2 separate regions of the Mus musculus genome follow, and region 1 is linked to region 2. Evidence: chromatin contacts called from public HiChIP or PLAC-seq data. All regions are on one chromosome and are shown on one strand. Each heading gives the region's core, a stretch centred on a gene start, on an enhancer-like site or on the middle of the called end of the contact. The rest is flanking DNA. Distances are from core to core; before and after follow the strand shown.

Region 1 (3,868 bases), core at 688-3,187, 640 kb before region 2:
TTTTGTAGCAGACTGGATTATAAAACTCAGATTTGCTTCACCCCTTGCACTCGGTGATCTGTGCTTCTTCATGTCTCTTGTCATGTTTAAAAGTCCACAGTTCAGCAGTAACATGCGAAAGTGCAAGGTAATTCAGGGGAAGGCATTGGCTAGAACAATCAATAAATTTTCAATTAGCCAGTTTCCAACTTTGGGTGTTTTGCTCCATTGATCTGCATGTGCCCGGCTGAATTGATTTTTATATTTTCCTCAGTAGCTGTTTGGTCAGACCATTCATTCCCTGTTTTAACAGAAAGTGTGATTCTGTTCTGATGGCAGCTGAAAGTGTAGGCTTTAAGTTAACACATTAAGTTGGGGTGACTGACAGCTCATTGAACAAAGTAAAATCTGGTTCCCACCATAAAGTAGGGAGACATGTGGGGTTAAATAGTAAAGCCATCTGGGGGACCAGGGTTGGTCTTTACAGTTATTTTATTGATGTGAGACTCAGCAAACGGTGGCTCCCCCCAGCCAGTTCTTGCTTTCTCCTTTAGGCAGATTCAGGTCAGCACAGAGGTGTGTGTGTGTGTTAGGTAGAGAGAAGAGGGAGGTTGCCTTGTTCTCACCTCCAGGCTGCAGGTCTTCTAGGCTGTTCCAGAGTAGGGGTTTGTGAGGACAGGTGCTGAATTCTGACTGCCTCGTGGAGGAGTTTATCATTGGAAGACTTTTGTTCCTGTACCTTTTTACTGTTGGATTACCATGGAAGATGGTTTTAAAAAAAAGTGTGTGTGAGTGTGTGTGTGTGTGAGTGTGTGTGTGTGTGAGTGTGATACTTGTCCTCACTCAGTCTAAAGGAAGGCAGGGTGGCAGTTTTTCTAGGGGTTCACGTGTATAAAGAAAAAGAAAACAGAAAGGAGACTCAGTGGGCAGGGTGTTTAAGTGCTCACTTCTCAGGGGTCAGTTGTCTGCTGAGTGATTCTCTGATGTAGCTGCACAAGGATTGCTGGGCTCTCAGAACACGTCATCTTTTCATTGTGTTTTCAGACCTTAACATTTATGGACAAAGCAGTTGTAAATCTGATCTGTCAGCTGCCTTGCCCCAGACTTTTACAGCTGTTCCCACTGGATGGCTTACTCTTGACAAAGTTAAGGTGTAACAGGAGCAAAAACTTACCACCCCGTTTACTGTGACCGAGATAACTTTTTCCTGTGGCTACCTTGCAGTTGATGCCCATGGGAGTGGAGGTGATGCTTCCGTTAGATGCAGGCTGTGTGACCTGCGGCCTTTGATGGTGCCCCATCGGTCTTTTGCGTTGGTGGCACCCTCTTTTCCAGGCCTTATTGGCATAAGCCCAGTAGCCGCCTCCCACCCCTCAATCCCGCTCTTTCGTGGCTGGCGCCCGTGGGTAAAATAAAACCTCTCTTTCGGAGAAAAAGGGAGTCTCAGTCCCTGGGCTTAGGGGCCAGCCTGCGCAGGCTGACCTTTTCCTGTAGTCAAATTACCAGTTCCCCGGAATTACAGAAAGGAGTCAGGGAAATCTACATATGAACAGGAGGACACGACCTCTAAAGGAAGGTAAAAAAGGGCCATGGCGGCTTGCTAGCTCACCGCGGCAGGCTATTTCACCATTTGCAGGGCTATTTAGAGCACAATAAAAAGCTTCAAATCTCTTTTCCAACCAGCCAGAGGAGCGCTTGATTTACCCAAGAGTTTTATTGCTGCCTTTTGAAATATTACTCTGGCTTTGAGGTACAAAGCCACAGATCCAGCCCCATTTGTCTAGCGTGGCTGTCCCAAACTCAGCTGCTCTGTGCCCAGCTCTCTGTTCCCAGCTACGTGGACAAGAGCCGGAGGTTTAAGGCAGGCTGGATTTGGGCTGGTTTCTGGGGGGCAAGGCTGGGGCACCCCAGGACAGCCTGGTCCGTGATCCCTGTTCCAGGGCTGGCAAAAGCGCCAGGGAGAAAAGTCGGCAAGCTGCGCAGTACCGCTATTGCTGCCAGCGCAGGCTGGCGTACTTCATCCGTTAGATCTGACTCACTGTATATTTTAAGACTTCAAAAGCTTAAATACCAACCAAGTCTATTGGCAACCAACAATCCAGATTATTGCAGCTTTTCCCAGCTAAAATTCTCGTTAAACACCACCCCCAGCAAAGCAGTTTGTTCCCTGTATCCTTCTGGAGAATTATCGAGAAAGCCAATGTTTGGAAAACTCGTCCTAACAGTAAAGCATTTTCTAGGAAAAAGCTTGGGAATAAATATATTAAACGTGTCGCTTTAAAAGTATAGACCTTTTCCATACCTAGGCCTCCCCTTGAGAAATTCGGGTTTTTCCTGCACTTTTTCAAAAAAACGTTTTCTCAAAATAGAGGGATGGGGTCCCATTTTCCAGACACATTGGGTAGGCTTTTAGGAAACAGCAAGTTGAACATGCAGCGTCTTTGTGGTGGTTTTCTGAGTTTTTATAAAACTGAAATGACCTTTTAAAGAAATAACTCGTGGGCAGTAATTTGTTCTGTTATTGCTTACGGAGATAGAAAATAGATCCTGTTTGTTTAAACTGGGATTGCATAATGAAAATGTAAAATAGGCAATTAAATACTCGTGGAAGAGGGAATTAAAGACAAACATTGAATGAAAATAACATTAAGCCGACTGTTCACCAGTCTATGTGTCTGTGAGTCTTGCAAGTATAGGGTGGGTTGGGGAGGGCTCGCTGCAGTAGCCTGCTACTTCTTGTCCACTTTTAAAAAGTTACTGTATGGATGGATACTAGGGAAGCCAATGATCTCTTTCAGCTACAGTCGGCTTGTCCAGAGGTGGCCTGCTCCTACTCCTGTGGGTAGAAGCTGCTGCTTCAAGTTTTACTCTTTTGAACCCACATGAGAATTTGTCCCAGGTCTGCTGACCTCTGCCTCTGCCTCTGCCTCTTTCCTCCATATTTTAGGGGCCACAGAAGGAAAGAGGAGCCAGGACATTTTGCTTTCATTTCGTTTGATACTTACTTTTAACATATACTTGCTGTTAAGAGATTGTTTCATGTTTTAATCTTATTTTTTCCTTGTATTATTGGCTTAGCAAAAAAATATGCGTTTATTGTGAGTCTGTAACAGCTTCATCCATGTTCCTCATTGGAGCAAAATACTTTCTATAATCAGGAATTTAAAATTGATTAGATTCTAGGTTATATAGTAGGTTTTAAATGGTTAAATATGAATACAATTGAGATTATTGCACTTTTTAGTACTTATGTGTAATATTACATTTTGATCTTTTTATCACTGTAAGTTAGGAGACAAAGTCGTTAGGGAAAAAGAAAGTAAGTCACACATCTTTCTGGTGTGGGCTGTGGGTGATTTGTCTAACATTTTAATGTAATTCTCTAAGAGATATTTTAAAGTGAGCCATGAAATTCTGAAAATAAAATATGTGTCAGTAAGCTATCCAATATTTTATGAACAATAATAATGGATGTCTAGGAGTCAAAGCAGCAAAGACTTCGTGGAACTTTATAGGAGAGGAGTCAGCCAACACAATATTTAGGAGTTTACTGAAATTTCAGAAGAGGCTGTGGGAAATGTTATACAAAGCTATATTTGGACTCTGTATTTTTTCATAGTAGAAGAACCCATTTTTCTCACTTCTCTATTCAACTATGGTATTCCAGGTAGCTAAGAGCAGGGTGGGAAGCAAAGGACAACTGGGTGTCTTCTCACTTGAGGGTAGCCAGCATGGGTGGGGCAGGTAGCAAGGAGGAGGATAGTTTTTGAGAATCTTGATTAGGAAAAAAAGGGGATTAATTTTTTCTTCTAAGCATTAGATATTATGTGTTCCTGAAAATAGATGATACTGGGGAAAGCAAAGTGCTATCAGAGGCTTTTAGCTTATC
Region 2 (3,591 bases), core at 91-2,590:
CACTTTTGGTTTTTTCCTTTATCCTTTTCGGTATAGGGGATCGAATCCAGGGCCTTCCACAGTACTTCCACAGGTACTGTGCTACTGGATCATGCTTACTGATCTTCTTTTAGCCGTTTCTCTCATGGTTCTCTGAGTTGTCACCATCCTTCAGAGATAGCACCCATGGGAGGGACTTCCCAGTCTATCTGCAAATCCTTTCTCTGTGAATATGTCCCCATCTGAAGCACTTTGTCCCCATTTTGAAGCATTCCTACTCTGAATTTTTTTTTTTAAAAGATGTACTTATTGCTTTTGTAGAGGACGCAGGTTCAATTTTCAGCATCCATATGGAGTCTCACCATCCCAAACCATCCATTCATTCTGTTCCAGGGGATGCTATACTTCTTCTGACTTCTGCCAGCACCAGACATGCATGCAGTGCACATACATATATGCTGGCAAAATAGTTGTCACATAAATGAACTAAATCTAGAGTTTTTGGAAGATTTATTTTTTATATTTAATTACATGTATGAGGGGGTCTGTGCCTACGACTACAGTGACTCTGGAGGTCAACAGAGGGCCTCGGACCCTCTGGAGCTAGAGTTCTAGTTGGTTGAACTGCCCATGGGTGCTGGAACCTGAACTCAGGCCCTCTGAAAGAGCCGCAGGCAATCTTAACTGTTGAGCCAGCTTTCTATTCCCTCTTGAGAGTTTAATTTGAAGTGAGTCTACCTCATTTCCTCAGGTTGTCTAAAATCTCTCTGAGGGCGGAGGGCCTATAACTCTTCTTTGAATGAATTGTTAGAACCGTCACATCAGTAAGTCCTAATGGGCTCTCAGATTGGGCATTGGCAGTTTCTGTTCCCTGTGGCACAACATCGCCTTTTACAAGGCAAAGATTTTAGTCAGTTTTCTGTTCAAGGCTGCTCCCGAATTCCCGTGAAAAATCAAAACTGTATCACTGGAGGTTCTAACTCCCTCCTTGGCACTCAGCACACTCCCCATCCCTTCTGCTTTTGGGCTCTCATACTGGCCCCGCCCCTTGCCCACAAACCACGCCCACAGATTCTCCTCCGCCTTCCAACTCAGGCAGCCCTCTCTTATTCTTCTCTGCTTCTTTTCTCAGCGCTCCTCACGGGTTCCACCTGTGCTTGACATTCTATTTTAATTATCTGTTTGTTTCCCCGTTTGCAGTGAAGATCCCCGTAAGTCAAAGACCTTGTCCGTCTTCATTGTTTAGCATACTACCTTCAGCGCTAGAACACTACACACTGCCTGGCACAGAGCAAGCCCTAAACACTGTCTGGTGGTGTCTGCATCTTGGGCTAGGGAAGTGGGAAGTCTCAAGACGACTACCATCCCGCCCTCCAGGCTTGTTCCTCCTCCGGCCAGCAGGGGGCTCTTTCAATTCAGAAGAGCAGCTTAGTGGTTCACCTGAAATTCTGCCTCATACAATCAGACCCCCCTCCCCCACTTTCTCCTAATTTGACTGTGCCAACTCAGGCAAATATTGAACTTTGTGTTAAAAAGCACGTTTTACTTTTTATAGGTAGTCCTCCAAGGACTTTTTGATTTTGGTTGTGGAGGGGTGTAAGGTTTGCTGTTAGAACCTCCACTTTTTTTTTTTTTCCCATTCACCCAACAAAATCAGCTACAGAAGTAAAACATGGGTGGAACAACCACGCAGTGGCGGGGAAGCTTCATGTCAACGCTTAAGTCCAGCAAATGAAGCAGCTGACTGAATGAGGCCAGTCGGCAATAACGTGTATTTAGCCACTGGGAAGGGAGTTGCTCCCACCCCCTCCCTCCCCCCTTTCCAACAACAATAATCTGGCAATATTACATTGCTATATATAACTTCTTTTGGAAAATATACACTTCCCTTAAAATAGGGTGGTTTTAAAGTTTGTATCAATTTAGAAATTGTAAAGTCCCCACTGGAAGAAATTGCTAGTGCGTTTGAATGGACTTATTGTCTGTTGGCCCTTTCCTTTAGGGTAGAGTCTGGCAGGAGCGCCAGCTTCCCTGCCAAGACAAAAAGAGCTATATCTACCGCTTATGCTCACTCGGTCAACACAAAGCAACCTCAGTTTGGCAACCCTCAGCGGTTGTTGGGAAGGCCCAGGTATCGTCGTTAAGCCATTAATACGGTGTATGTGCTGTTACACACGTCTATTTCTGTATAAATGCTTCTTCATTCTGTACCCAGGAAAATCTGCCTCCCTGGTCAGGCAGCCGTTTCCTGGAAAAACCACAGTAGCCTTCTGTGAGTGAACTGTAGTGAATGCATTCTCACAGAGAATGAGGCAGAGGAGCAGGGTGTGGAAGGCTGCTTGTCGGGCCTGAGAGCGTTGCTCTGTACAGTGGAGCTAGCCAGGTACTGTCAGGGTGCCTAAAAACACAGTCATTGAAATCTTATAAACTGTTCTGAATTGTAAACCAGCCAATCCAGATTTGTTTGTTTATTTCTGATAAAAAGGACTAACTCTAGGGAGGAGAAAATGAACCTGGTGGTTTGAGTGAACTGAAGCAGGCCACCGCCAACGGCAGGCACTGATGAAGAGGACTCTTTGGACAGGAGGGCTTCATAACCGCTGTGGCAGACAGACGGTATGCACAGTCAGTGACCAATACCCGTGAGCAATGTTTTCAGAGATCCTTGTTAGGTAGGACACGCCAGTAACAAAAATCTCGGAGAACTTAGGACACCACACGGGGGACACTGCACATTCAAGAGAGGCTTGCGACATTCCAGAACACACTACAAATTACCATGACCTCCATTCATCTCCATCTGGAAGTAGCCGCCACCAAAAAACCCCCATTTTCAAAAATAAAATGGGCTGAAGTTTGGGTATATCTGATCTCTAGGTAGAACACCACAAGCTATCTCAAGGTGTTTATATGCTGCGGCTCTCCTGAGCACAAAGTCAGTGGTCTGTCAGTGTACTTGAGAAAAAAAAAATTAAATGGTCTGGGAAGGTGGCTCAGTGGATGCTGGAGGATTTAACTATCCCCAGTATCCCTGTAGAAGCTGCTAGTGGTGGTAACTCTAAAACTGGGGAGGAACAGACAGGTGGCTCTGTGGGGTTTGCTGACCTAGTCGAGCTGAATCAGTGAGCTCTGGGTTCTGAGAGTGACCCTGTCTCAAAATAAGGCAGAGCGAGAAGGAGGAAGAAAGAGTCCACCTCTGGCTTCCACATGCACACACACGTGTACACATGTGTATATGTACACATGCACAGTATTAAATCACAGGCCACTCATTTCCTAAAGTGTCTACTGAGCACCTACTGTGGGTAAGGCACAGATTTGAATACTTGAGTTACTCAAGAGAACGAGGCGACGTGACATCTATGTATGCTGCTGCCATATAATAGATACTGGGGTGGGTGTCTGCAGTGAGGGCATGTGACATGTCGAGGGCACTCAGAGGAATGTGAGAAGACTACAGAACCATTTCTGGTGTGTGTGTGTGTGTGTGTGTGTGTGTGTGTGTGTGTGTATGTGTGGCTCCTGTGTGACAAGCAGAACTTGAGGACCCGGAGACAGCTGCTGGCCTGGGGCTGAATACATGAGAAGCCAGTTTAACTCCACACATCATCT

The links. HiChIP or PLAC-seq counts read pairs in DNA pulled down with a chosen protein or histone mark.
Region 1: a contact with region 2 is called in an H3K27ac HiChIP or PLAC-seq map of embryonic stem cells, with 4 times the contacts expected there. The contact joins two enhancer-like sites. A contact is called at or near these places in 1 of 484 Hi-C or Micro-C datasets (cerebral cortex), 4 of 115 datasets of contacts at active chromatin or transcription factors (embryonic hindbrain, embryonic stem cells, neural tube and 1 more) and 1 of 9 other capture datasets (embryonic stem cells).

What each region holds. Positions count from the first base shown.
Region 1 is chr6:52,004,175-52,008,042 of GRCm38.p6, reverse strand. All of the region lies in intron 1 of Skap2 (src family associated phosphoprotein 2), which reads left to right. Among named protein-coding and RNA genes, the nearest start is that of Skap2, 6.4 kb to the left of the region's middle. Within about 2 kb of position 1,937, at least 68 of the 459 cell types and tissues checked have an H3K27ac peak or open chromatin away from gene starts, as enhancers often do. A contact at or near this core is called in embryonic stem cells, where this site is marked.
Region 2 is chr6:51,360,505-51,364,095 of GRCm38.p6, reverse strand. No RefSeq gene overlaps it. Among named protein-coding and RNA genes, the nearest start is that of Gm6559, 17 kb to the left of the region's middle. Within about 2 kb of position 1,340, at least 118 of the 459 cell types and tissues checked have an H3K27ac peak or open chromatin away from gene starts, as enhancers often do. A contact at or near this core is called in embryonic stem cells, where this site is marked.